Linked DNA regions of Mus musculus: regions 1, 2 and 3 are each linked to region 4. Evidence: chromatin contacts called from public Hi-C, HiCAR-type and promoter capture Hi-C data. All regions are on one chromosome and are shown on one strand. Each heading gives the region's core, a stretch centred on a gene start, on an enhancer-like site or on the middle of the called end of the contact. The rest is flanking DNA. Distances are from core to core; before and after follow the strand shown. Region 1 holds the start of Cibar1 (CBY1 interacting BAR domain containing 1). Region 2 holds the start of Pdp1 (pyruvate dehyrogenase phosphatase catalytic subunit 1). Region 3 has its middle 250 kb from the start of Triqk. Region 4 holds the start of Runx1t1 (RUNX1 translocation partner 1).

Region 1 (2,700 bases), core at 83-2,582, 1.6 Mb after region 4:
TCTGCATGAAGAGGAATTCCAGGTGCTTAAGCCTGTAATGTAGCCACCAGGCTATGTGACTACCTCAATGGTGGTAGAGGTGTGGGTCACAAGGATACATGCACTACCATGGCATGCAGGCCCAGAACAAGGAGGGAGCAATTCTTACTCCTACTGGTCTTAAGATGAGCTTTTAGGGGGTGGGGTTGGACACATCTGGCTCCCTACCTCCCAATTGCAGAACTTATTTGCTCAGCACCATAGCATTTAGTGAAATTATACTGCTAGTAACAGACTCGCCACCTGGAAAGGCAGGAAAGAACCTAGCTGAACAGAACCAAAGAAGAACCATCTGTGTCGTTTACAGAATCCTAAACTGACTAGTGGAGTTGTGGAAGCCACTAGGCCTTATAATTTGTTTATACAACGAAACCTGACACGGTAGCACATTTCTGGGCTGTGTTATATGTGTTTGACTGTTTGGCTAGCTTTATCATTCCACCAAGGCTGTGAGCACTGTAAGAGCAAAGACTTTATTCTCAGAAATTATGGGCATTTGAGAAGTAGACAAAGCTTGAAGTTGGACCCCAAGTTCACTCGGAAGAGAAGACTCCCTCTCAGAAGCTAGAGGAAGGCTCTGGGTTATCTGTGACTCTTCCAATTGGGGAACCTTCATTCAGGCCCATACCTCGACTGGGTCTAACAATCTTTTTCACAAAGTAGAAACTCAGTTACCTGCAAGAGGGGGAACAGATGGCATTAAAGACCAGTAAAGATGAGGGAGTAAGCACTGGTGTGCTTTTTTTTCTGTTTCTGTTTTGTTGTTACTGTTCTTATTTTTATTGTTGTTATTGTTGTTTGTTTGTTTCTGTTTGGTTAATTTGACCAAAGTTAGAGTTACCCGAGAAGAGGGAACATTCAGAAAATGTCCCTATCAGATTGACCTGTAGGCTGTTTTCTTGATTGATGATTGACATGGAAGGGTAGACAGTATTGCCCCTGTGCAAGAGGTCCTGGGGTATATAAGAAAGTCAATCAAATAGGCCAGCCAGCAGTGTTGCTACATGGCCTCTGCTTCAATTCCTGCCTCCAGGTTCCTGCCCTGAGTTCCTTAAAGAACTGTGACTTGGGATATGTCAGCCAAAGAAATCCTTTCCTCCTCAACTTGATTTTTGTCGGGGTCTCATCACAGCTATAGAAATCTAACTTATAGAGCGGTTCTTTTCCAAAGGCAGCTTCCACGAGCCCACACGTTGTCTCATTCAACAGAGAAGCACAGGGACAAGCTTCGCATTAAGTCTGAACCCCGTTCACCTTTATTTTCCTGTACCCCTTCCGGTTGCTGGTGGGTTGGTTTTCCTCCTTCGCTCCCAGAAGCCTGGGAGGGCTAGAGAGCTGCAGGAGCTGAAGGAGGATGCTTGGTGTTCCCTCTGCCCCATGCCCTCTGGTCTCCCTTGCCCTGCTCTTGACCGCCGGGGCGCGCGCCGCGTCGCCACGGAAACGCCGGGCAGGCGGGGCGGCGCGCACTGCGCGCTCTCAGCTCCCGGTAGAAGTGGCGGCGTCGCCTGCTCCCGCGCGCCCTGGCGGCCCGGAGCCGCGCTCGTTGGGCTCCCATCCTGGGTCCCGGGCGGCGGGAAAGGCAAGATGTTGAGGCGCAATCTGGATGAGCGGTAACCGCCGGGGCCTCGTCGTGCAGGCTGCCCGAAGGAAAGGGCCGGGTGGGAGAGAGGAGCCGGGCCGAGGGCCTGGAAGCCGGTTGGGGCGGGAGGAGGCCGCACGGTCCCCGTGGCGCTCTGCAGTCCGTCCACCCGGATGAGGCGAGTGCCGGGCCGAGAGAGTCTCCCGGCCGATCGGTCCCCCTGAGCTGGGCCGGGCCCTGCCGCGGTACAGAGCCCGGGAGGCCGCAGGTGCCCAGGCCGCAGCAGCGCCGCCCCTTCTCGGCCCACCAGGCCCGGGCCCTTTCCCGGGCCTGCAAGGTTCTAGGCAGGACCAGAGCCTGCGTGAGGTCCTAGAGAAGGCGCGGGCCTCTGGAAGAGTTGGGAATGTTGCCCTTCAGGGCTTTAGGGAGGCCCGGGAATGTTTGCACGTAAAATTAACGGGGCACCTTCTTACTGTTTTAAGAACAGTGTTCTGTGTCTCCTTTTTCTAGAGATGCTCAAACAAAACAACTGCAGGATGCTGTCACAAATGTGGAGAAGCATTTTGGAGAGCTTTGCCAAATCTTTGCTGCTTATGTACGGAAAACTGCCAGGCTTCGAGACAAAGCCGACCTCCTAGTGAACGAAATCAACCTGTATGCCTCTACCGAGACACCAAATTTAAAGCAGGGTCTGAAAGACTTTGCTGATGAGTTTGCCAAACTTCAAGATTATCGCCAGGCAGAGGTATGAAGTGAGGTTCTGGTGTCATAGCCAAATTCCTACAAAGTGTGTAAAAATTGTGGACTTTTCGTTGTAACCTACCCAGCAGTGGTGAATGTACCCTTGATAAATGCCTTTCCTGTCTGTAACAGTGTGGGTTCGCTATATGGAACCTTTCTGTGACCTGATAGCTTTCAAACTAAACGTCAGGTGTGGTTGAAGTCTGAGTTTACCACTGCATTTGCCAACAGGGTAACAGGGAACATGCATCCAGAAAAGGTAACCTATATAGCAGTCGTGCAGAAGAAAAGCACCTGTATGGCCTGTGTGGGCCAAGTGCGTTTTAAAGAATGACTAGAAA
Region 2 (2,700 bases), core at 175-2,674, 1.8 Mb after region 4:
AGAAATGGCTAATCTTGATTGTTGTTAGGAGAGGATAAATGTATCTCTTCTCCAAGAGGGGAAGGCAGGGGACTGATGGGGATCTTGGCTTGTTTGTTCTTGGTTGGGGAAAGGTACCTATATTTTCCCCCTCACCAATCATCTCTGCCCGTAAGCCTCTTCTGGGGATGAGCAAATTCTCCAGTTTAGAAATAGAGGCAGCTTGAAAGATTTGGGGAATTATGAATTGCAGGTTTGGTTATATAAGGTTTTTCCTTTATTACATAAAAATTTAAATACTTCAGGATTAATAAAATTTCACAGTAAACTTGGGAGTTCATCTATCTAGTCCAAATTACTTTGTAAACTTTATTAGTTAATAAGGTGTAGAATAAATCAACGTAAACTCATTAACACTGGGCAGAAGCATAGCTTCTCCCAAGAAAGTTTCATGTCATGAAGATGGCATCTATGTGGATGTAGGTAAGTGAAGAAGGCACTGTCCCATAAAGAGACAACCGCAGATGGCAGCAAGAACCCTTAGTGTGTTGTTTAGCACATCTTAAGCCTAACCTCACCCCACAGATAGGCAAACTGAGTCTCATGGGAGGAAGATGGATTTTTGTCACTGGGAATAACTTGAAAGGCTCTTCTGACTCCAAGTTCAGTGCTCTTCCCACTTTCACTGGCTGCATTTTAAAATTCATAACTCTGAATGAGTCAGGGACCAAGGAGGGAATGCTGATTTCAAAGTCCTTCCAAGAACAAGAGCACTCGTGTTATTCTTATCTACAAAGATAAGAATTCCTTCATCAAACTTCCTTTTGCTTTTGTTTACAGCTTCCTAGCCCGGAGACATAAAAATAATTGACTATCAATCCGACCTAATAACCCTAAAATCAGCAACTTGATCTTGAATGAATGAAGCGAGACACCGCCGAGACGCTCTGCCACGCCTCAATTGTGTTGTTCCCGCGGTCTACCTGGGGCAGCCCAGTGCAGAGGAGGCTTGGCTCTCAGGCCAGCCCAGAGCAGCACGCGGGGCCCAGCAGAAGTGCCAGGCATTCGCGAAAGCCCGCCCGCCAGGAAGCAACTGGCTACCAAAGCGCCACGCGCTCAGGGATGCTGGATCCCGCCCAGGCGCTTCCCCATCTGGGAGTCCAAACGCAACCCAACCAAGGCTGTCCACCTCGCGGCACGCGCAAACCCACCTTCACCAGCAACAGGGCGTGGTCACGGGGCGCGCGCACGCGTGGAACCAATAGGCTAGCCGCGCCAAATGGAAGGGATTGTCTGACCTCCGTGACGTCACAAAACTGGCGGGGAGCGCGCCCTCTTCCGCCCCCCGCCCCTCTGGCCCTCCGGGTCCCGCCCACCCGCCATTGCGCAGCCAATCAGAAGGCGAAGAGCTCAAGAGCGCCTGTGGGGGCGGGGCAGGGTGGAGGCCGGGCGAGGCAGGGGCGCGGAGTGGGCTGGCCTGGGCCGAGCTGCAGCGCGCCGGGGTGCTGCGTGGTGCTGAGTGAGGGAAGGACGCGCACGGAGGGGTGCGGCCGCCACCCGGGGCAGACCGCAGCGGGTGCTCGACTGTGCCCGGTTGGTATCCTCGTCCACCGCTGCCGAGTCGTGAGGGGGCGTCAGGGCGGTGAAGTGGAGGGCGCGCGTGGGGAGCGGCCGCGGGTGGAGGGCCGGGTGCGCGCGGAGCCTCGGTCGCGAGGAGCTGCCGCGGGTCCCGGGCGGCACCCGGCTGTCAGCGCGCGGGGCGCCCGCTGTGGCCCGGGCGTGTCTGCCTCGGCTCCCCGCTGACACGCTTGGCCCCGCGTGGCGGAGCCGGCTGCCCACGGCGGGCTGTGCCTGGAGCTCTGCGGAAGCGGGCGCGGCGTGGGGCCGGGCGGGCCTGAAGATGCTGAGTGCTTGTGGGCTCGGTGCGCTGGCTGCATGGAGCGGCGGCGGTGCGCCTGTCCGGGCTCCTGGAGTTGCCCGCCGGGGGCTGTGATGCCGCCTCGCCTGCCGGGTGGGTTTGTTTGGTTTCTTCTTCTCCCCTCCCCTTTCTCCCCCCTCCATTCTCTCCTCCCCTCCCAGCCCATTCACTGGGCTGCTGCGAGACCTCGCCCCTCCTCCGCTCCCGCCTCCCCGCCGCCGCCTCCTCTAATGAGCATCTCTGCTTTGCTTTCAATGGGCCGCTGCTGCTGTCGCTGCTGCTGTCCGCGCGGGTTGTGGATGTTGTCGGCTCCGTGTTGTGATGACAGGAGAATGTGTGTGTGTCCCGGGCCCAGACGAATTGGTAGGTATTCACATAACTACCTGTGTTGGGTACCCAGGGAAGGATGGTGACTGATTTTGTGTATGAATGGATGGCTCTAGGGGTCCTCATGGAATTAAAGGGTGAGATAAGGAAAAGGAGACAAAGGCGCTCTGGACCAGATTTTATTTTTATTTTTATTTTTTGATAGCTTAAGTGTGATATTCTGGGACACACGAAACTGACCAAACAAGTGCTGGTTTGGTTCTTTGTGTTTTAAGGATAATGGCTTTTCTTCATTCTTGTAGACACTGAACTTGAGCTGTGAAATGGCTAGGCGTTTCCAGAAAATGCTGAAAAATTACAAATCTTAATGCAGGGCGTTTAATGCAATCAGATTACATAAACGGAGGTTCTGATACGTGTAATGAAAAGTGTAGTATTTATTTTCATTTGCGTTAGAATCTTTGCAAGACCGAGAA
Region 3 (2,723 bases), core at 96-2,595, 1.1 Mb after region 4:
ATGTATTGTTAAGAAGAAAATAACTGGTTACAAAAAAAACATTTTTTATACTGCTTTCTGAAAAAAAAAAAAAGAATTTTTTTTGAGTCTTTGTATGTATTTAACAGGGAAGCACAAATAGCAAAATGTTTATGGTGCCAGGTTTGCGATTGTGGTTTTAGAATGAGTTTTTAGGGTGGCTTTTATTTGTCTATATTTTCAATGTGTTTAAAGTTCTTTTATTTTCAATATTTATAATTTTGTAATAGACATCTATTTTGAAATAACACACATGAAAACAGTCTTGTCTGCTTTCCTTCTCTCTACTTTAGAAACATTTCATTTCCTTCTGAGGATATTCACGCTTATGGGTTTCCATACATGTGAAGGGGGAAGTCCCTGAGTGGATTTAAATGAATTTTGAACCACTTATGCAGTGGTACACACTGTTTCCACAGGTCTAGAATTGTGTGCATAGGGCAGTGCTAAGCCTTGGCATGCAGAGTCACCTGCCATTCACATGAGCTTTCACTGTCCTAGAGTCCAGAGTCACCTGCCATCCACATGAGCTTTCTCTGTCCCTAGAGTCTGGAGTCTGTCAATTTTCCTTTGTTCTCTTTGTGAATGAAATAGTGTGTTTCCCAAACAGAGATTCAACAATCCAGCTGCTTTCATGCTTTTCAATGGTCTTTGGAATTAATCTCTAGACTTGACTCTTGGTTCCACTCCACAATAGCTGCTCCATCTTGAACAGCCCACCTCAGAACCTCTAGACTGCACATTCTTTATGCATGTGGAGAGGGGATAAAGCATGGGCCCAGAGACTAAAGCAGATACTTACAACAGTCTAAAGGCTACAAACCCTACATTCTGGTTACATTTGTTTTCTACTTCCTGATGTAGTGGCACTGCTATGACAAGCATGGGTAATAGAAGAGAGCAGGGCCTGAAACCATGCTGGATATCAGAAATGTATGCAACCAGACTTAGCACAGAAGTGTGGGTGTATATGTCCCTTTAAAAATGAAGGTTAAGTGATGGACTACCATGAAGTACACAATCTATTTGTTCATGTTACTAAACACACTACACACTGCACAGGAACCATCTCTGAAGCACCAGCTCATGTGACAGCATTGGAATGCTGGGATCTAATGATGATCAGCTTAGTCATCTGAGAGGGAAAAACATGTCAGAAATCCCTTGCCATTTTTCCTATTGTAATCACAGATGCTATCTACATTGTCTCAGAGAGCCATTGAGATTCAAAGATCCTTATAGAGGGAAAAGTACAGATAGGACTCTTATTTTCAGTGAAGCGATAGACTCCAGTCAGACAAGCATGAGTAAGAACAGTGACTCACAGGATGAAGCTCTCTGAGAGAGAAAGCAGGGTCCAGGAATCCCCGAAAGGCAGCCAGCTCCCTCTGGTTTCAATATGTCTAGTGTCCTTGGACAATCAGAGTATCGAGCTCATGCAGCTGGCCAACATTCCTGTGAACATTTACTCCATCCTTCCTATACTACCCAGATGCCTCCAGTTCACCCACGCCCTGCTGAGCTTAGTGAGAGCCACAGGGGTAAGACGTTCCAAGTGTTACTTTTGTGCGAGTGGGGGTGGTTTCATTTTTAATGACCGTGATGTAATATGGTTTGCAATAAACTCAGTTTTAAAAGCCTAACATAACACTTTATACTTTAAAAACAATTCAAATTATGAAAAGAACACCAGGGGTTCATGGAAGACAGTCTTCCTTAGGAGGCAGCAGAATTCAGTGTCCTCCCAAGATTACTTACTCCCAAGCAAGGTCTCCAATGATGCCATGGTTTCTGAGAAATCGTGGGCTGGGCAGAGTGTTCTTGTCTCTCAGGTGCTTTGCCAGAGATCTTCTCTTCTACTTGATAGAAGTTCTGTGTCAAGGACATAAAGTAAATGTAGGTGATCAAGTGAGGCTTGTGTGGATCAGAGCAGCAGAGAATTGTGTGACAGTCTTCAGAGGTTTGATTAGTCTCCTGTAGATAAACACTCAGAGAAGTAGAGAAACCTGGACTAAGTGTGATCAAGAAAAGATGTCAGAGGAGGAAGTGAAGCCCACTCCTTCACTGTGATCTCCATTCATTGTAGGAGCCTAGCTAAGTACACAAAAGGAGTGGCTTTCATTTCTTGGTCCCTGGCTTCAACCTCCCATCTTGCCCTCTTTGGAACTCATGCCTTTCAAGCTACAAGGCCCTGGCAAAGGAGTTAGACTTGCTGCTAGTTTTCTTCTAGCTCATTCCCAAGCTTCCTCATTTAAATGCCTTCTTTCTCAAGATGTGTAGATTGTGTTTCCTCCTCCCGCAATTAAAAACAATGAAATGGATTGCTGGGGTGAGCTGTCTTTGGTTGCTTTCTAATGTCTCACTCCTCAAACCTTCTTATTCTGACTGCCCAGCTCCACTGCATTGTCAGGCATAGATTCTCCTCTAGTATTTTCCATTCTGGCAGTCAGCAATGGGCCATAATTGACACATCATTAAAACCTACTCAGCCACCATCTGAACTGGAATAAGAATAAATTTCAGGCAAAAGATCCCAGCCAACCTTCCAGCTCTCAGTGGCAAAGCACCCTGGCAACCAACCTGGAATAAAATCCCCATGATGCTCTCACCACCTTATGTTTTCATAGGGGTGGCTATGTAAGCACCGACGCTGAACTGTCAAACTTGCCCATTTGCTCTGACAGCTCTTTTAGCACGGATGACCA
Region 4 (2,789 bases), core at 16-2,515:
AGAGCAGACTCCAAGACGTATCCTAAAGGGAAAACACTCTTCAAACAACTGGCGATACCTACACACAACTGTGGTTTCAGAAAGCTGGCAGATAATGTTTCAAAACACCATCTGGGAGGTGTGCAAACTCTGACCAAGCACGGCCTCTTCTGCCTGCCCTACCCAAATAATCTGCATGCGCCAGCCAGCTGGAGGATCTCTGTGTGCCCTGCCTTTATCTGCTCTGCATTCGGCACAGGACAATTTAGAGAGTTCTGGAGAGCAGCAGAGACAGCCCTTCTCCTGCAGCAGGCTTCACAAACACAGTTTTCCCTGGCAGCAATCACAGAAACACTTCAGTTTCCAAAGATAATATTTTTCTGGAGAATTGTCATACACTAAATTTCCAGGGACACAGGAATGTCACTAATTCAGCATACTTCTTCTAAATGACCCGATTTCAATTACTTACATGATAACATCTAAGGACTATGATTTAGAGCGAGAAATTCCTTCTAGTGCCAAAGCTGCCTTCATTTTCTTTGACATAAACAGCTCTTCAAAGACGTTCTCCAAGAATTCTACCATAATCTAAAAACTCTCTCCACAGGCAAATAACCAGCAAAGAAGTACAGATGATAGTCCAGAGACCCAGAACAGAAAACACTTCTCAGTGGAGCTAATCCCCTGTGTAAACTGCTCAGGCAAACATCCACGGCTTCCTTCCCCTCAGTTTCAAAGGAGTATCTCCCCATATCCTACACCCCTAAATCCAGCTTTCTTTGTGTCACCTCCCAATCACACCTCTATCACCCCACAGCCTCTCCCTGCCCTCATCCAGTACAGCAGTCGTGGTGCAGTCGGCATTTTCCACGCGTTACAGAAAGTAAAGCTTCCTTCCTTGCAAGAAAAGAGGACTCACTCACCAGGCATCCCGGAATCCAGCGTGTAACACACTGAAAGCAACTCTGTGTTAAGAGGGAGCGCGATGCGGGCTCATGCCTCCTGTTCTGGAATGTGCGGGGCGGTGGAGAGGAGGGCCATCAGAGGGGCTGGGGCGGCATGGCCCGAGGCAGGGTGCTGGGCGCGTGCGCCTGCCAGGCAGAGACAGATGGAGAGCTGACACTCCGGATTGCACTTGGAGCAGAAATGTGCAGGATGACAGGAACACATGTGGCCTTGAACCCAGCCCTGTCTCTTCAGGCAGAACAATGACAGGGACGTGTGTACAAAGTATCACAACTCCTGTCTCCCTTTCTCCACTCTTCCTCCTGCCCCAGTTCCAGAGCACCAAAAAGCAGAAAGTGAAATGCAGAAAGATAAGCTAAATGCTGAATAATTCATTCACTATCACCACCCCTTCCCAGCTCCAAGTTAACCCTTATTTTGCCAAAAGATGGCAATGTTGACCTGACCCCAACTCACACTGAAAGCTGTCCTTCATCTTCTAATTTTAACAGGCATTACTGGGAAGTTTGGTTTAAAACAAACAAGGGCACAGACCACAAAGCTTTTTTTATTGATCTGGAAACCCCAAACAACCTAAAAACCTCTTGTAAGACCGGGCTGTGCCAGTTCATCGCCCAGCACAAAGTATGAGCAGAACACTTCCAGCTTCCCAGTAGCGTGGGTCAAACAGAACACTTTTTTTCTGAGGCAGAATCTAACCGTTTTTAGTTCACTACAGTGCTTTCAATCCACTGGGCTCCCAGGTTGATTTGCTCCAAACACTTTCAGCTTACTTTCCTCTACTTTACATAGAGATCCACAGGAGACAAAAACAAACTCTTCATTGTAATGCCTTTTCAAAAGCTAAACAATCATGCCTTTTTGGGAAGGGGTGCTGGGGGGGGGGGTGCAAGGGGGGCTGGGGGGGGAGACACCCTTAAATGTTTCTCCTGACTGTGAATAACACATACCCAGCCTGGTTCAATGGACTCTTCCCTATTAAGCTTTAATGGACACCATGATATATAAAACTGGGAGCCTTTGTTACAGTGCTTTATCTAAAGCTGCCTATTTCCTTCCCAGCAGTGTGTCTTCAGTCCTTTGTAAAACATCCTTGCCTCATAGGAGAAACACAAGCCTGCCTGCCTGCCTGCCTTGCCCGCCTGTTTCTAAACACACAAAGATGCCAGGCAGAAGGAAAACATTATTCTCTTCTAAAACTCTTCTTCACAATTTAACACTTGGGAACTCTTCTCTGGGTCTGTGTTTGATTGTTTGTTTTAACAACAGGGCTCACATGGTGGTCAAGCCCTTGGGCTCTCTACCTTTCCAGTGTACAGCCAATCCACTAGACACACACAATTCTACTAAACAATTCTACTCAGGACTGACCAGCCAGCCAGCTCAGTGACCATGAAGAGGGACCGGCCCCTTTAACTCTTGCTATTCTGGCAGTGGTCCATGTGTCCTTTGCTTATTCGACATTTTCCATAAGCTTTCATCAGGTTGATTTTTCTCCCCTCCTTGCTGCCTTCAAGAACTACTAACAGACCCCATCTGAAAACAGGCAGTGATTTTGACCTCTACCCACTGCCTCCCTGTCCCTTCGCCTGAGAGGGCTTCAGAGCACATGCACACAACACACACCTTGCACAAACGAAAAATATATCATCTTTGATAAACAGCATCGATCAGTAAGAACTTCTACAGCCCCTGAACGCTGAACCTGAGAAGGGCTGCTTCAGCCAGTGAACCCCTCAAAAATCCATCTCTGTCAGAGACAACTTGTAAAAAGACGACAATTCATAGTGATTACTCTGTTCTGTCAAGAATAGTATACTACACTCTATTTATGAGGGCAA

Evidence for each region. Promoter capture Hi-C pulls out the DNA fragments that hold promoters and counts their contacts. Hi-C and Micro-C count contacts between places; a contact is called where the count stands out from the background. HiCAR-type assays count read pairs that join an accessible place to other places.
Region 1: a HiCAR-type map of astrocytes shows a contact between it and region 4, with 9 times the contacts expected there. The contact joins the promoter of Cibar1 here to the promoter of Runx1t1 in region 4. A contact is called at or near these places in 7 of 39 promoter capture datasets (the 3T3-L1 cell line, cranial neural crest, frontonasal cranial neural crest and 4 more), 2 of 115 datasets of contacts at active chromatin or transcription factors (astrocytes and bone marrow-derived dendritic cells) and 4 of 9 other capture datasets (adipose tissue, embryonic tail, embryonic trunk and 1 more).
Region 2: a contact with region 4 is called in a promoter capture Hi-C map of second pharyngeal arch cranial neural crest, with 5 times the contacts expected there. The contact joins the promoter of Pdp1 here to the promoter of Runx1t1 in region 4. A contact is called at or near these places in 6 of 39 promoter capture datasets (the 3T3-L1 cell line, the HPC-7 cell line, frontonasal cranial neural crest and 3 more), 1 of 115 datasets of contacts at active chromatin or transcription factors (astrocytes) and 1 of 9 other capture datasets (embryonic tail).
Region 3: a Hi-C map of uterus shows a contact between it and region 4, with 3 times the contacts expected there. The contact joins the enhancer-like site here to the promoter of Runx1t1 in region 4. A contact is called at or near these places in 3 of 484 Hi-C or Micro-C datasets (cortical neurons, embryonic stem cells and uterus), 3 of 115 datasets of contacts at active chromatin or transcription factors (astrocytes and embryonic stem cells) and 3 of 9 other capture datasets (embryonic stem cells, embryonic tail and embryonic trunk).

The regions. Positions count from the first base shown.
Region 1 is chr4:12,170,647-12,173,346 of GRCm38.p6, reverse strand. It overlaps Cibar1 (CBY1 interacting BAR domain containing 1), which reads left to right and starts at 1,332. Exons shown (of 9, transcript NM_026558.5): 1 at 1,332-1,649; 2 at 2,129-2,363. The coding sequence starts at 1,417.
Region 2 is chr4:11,965,174-11,967,873 of GRCm38.p6, reverse strand. Pdp1 (pyruvate dehyrogenase phosphatase catalytic subunit 1) reads left to right here and starts at 1,424. Exons shown (of 3, transcript NM_001098230.1): 1 at 1,424-1,572; 2 at 2,226-2,260. The coding sequence starts at 2,230. 1700123M08Rik (RIKEN cDNA 1700123M08 gene) reads right to left here and starts at 1,300. Exons shown (of 5, transcript NR_040577.1): 1 at 1,191-1,300.
Region 3 is chr4:12,655,808-12,658,530 of GRCm38.p6, reverse strand. No RefSeq gene overlaps it. Among named protein-coding and RNA genes, the nearest start is that of Triqk, 250 kb to the left of the region's middle. Within about 2 kb of position 1,345, at least 31 of the 459 cell types and tissues checked have an H3K27ac peak or open chromatin away from gene starts, as enhancers often do. A contact at or near this core is called in uterus, where this site is marked.
Region 4 is chr4:13,783,258-13,786,046 of GRCm38.p6, reverse strand. Runx1t1 (RUNX1 translocation partner 1) reads right to left here and starts at 1,265. Exons shown (of 11, transcript NM_009822.3): 1 at 906-1,265. The coding sequence starts at 912.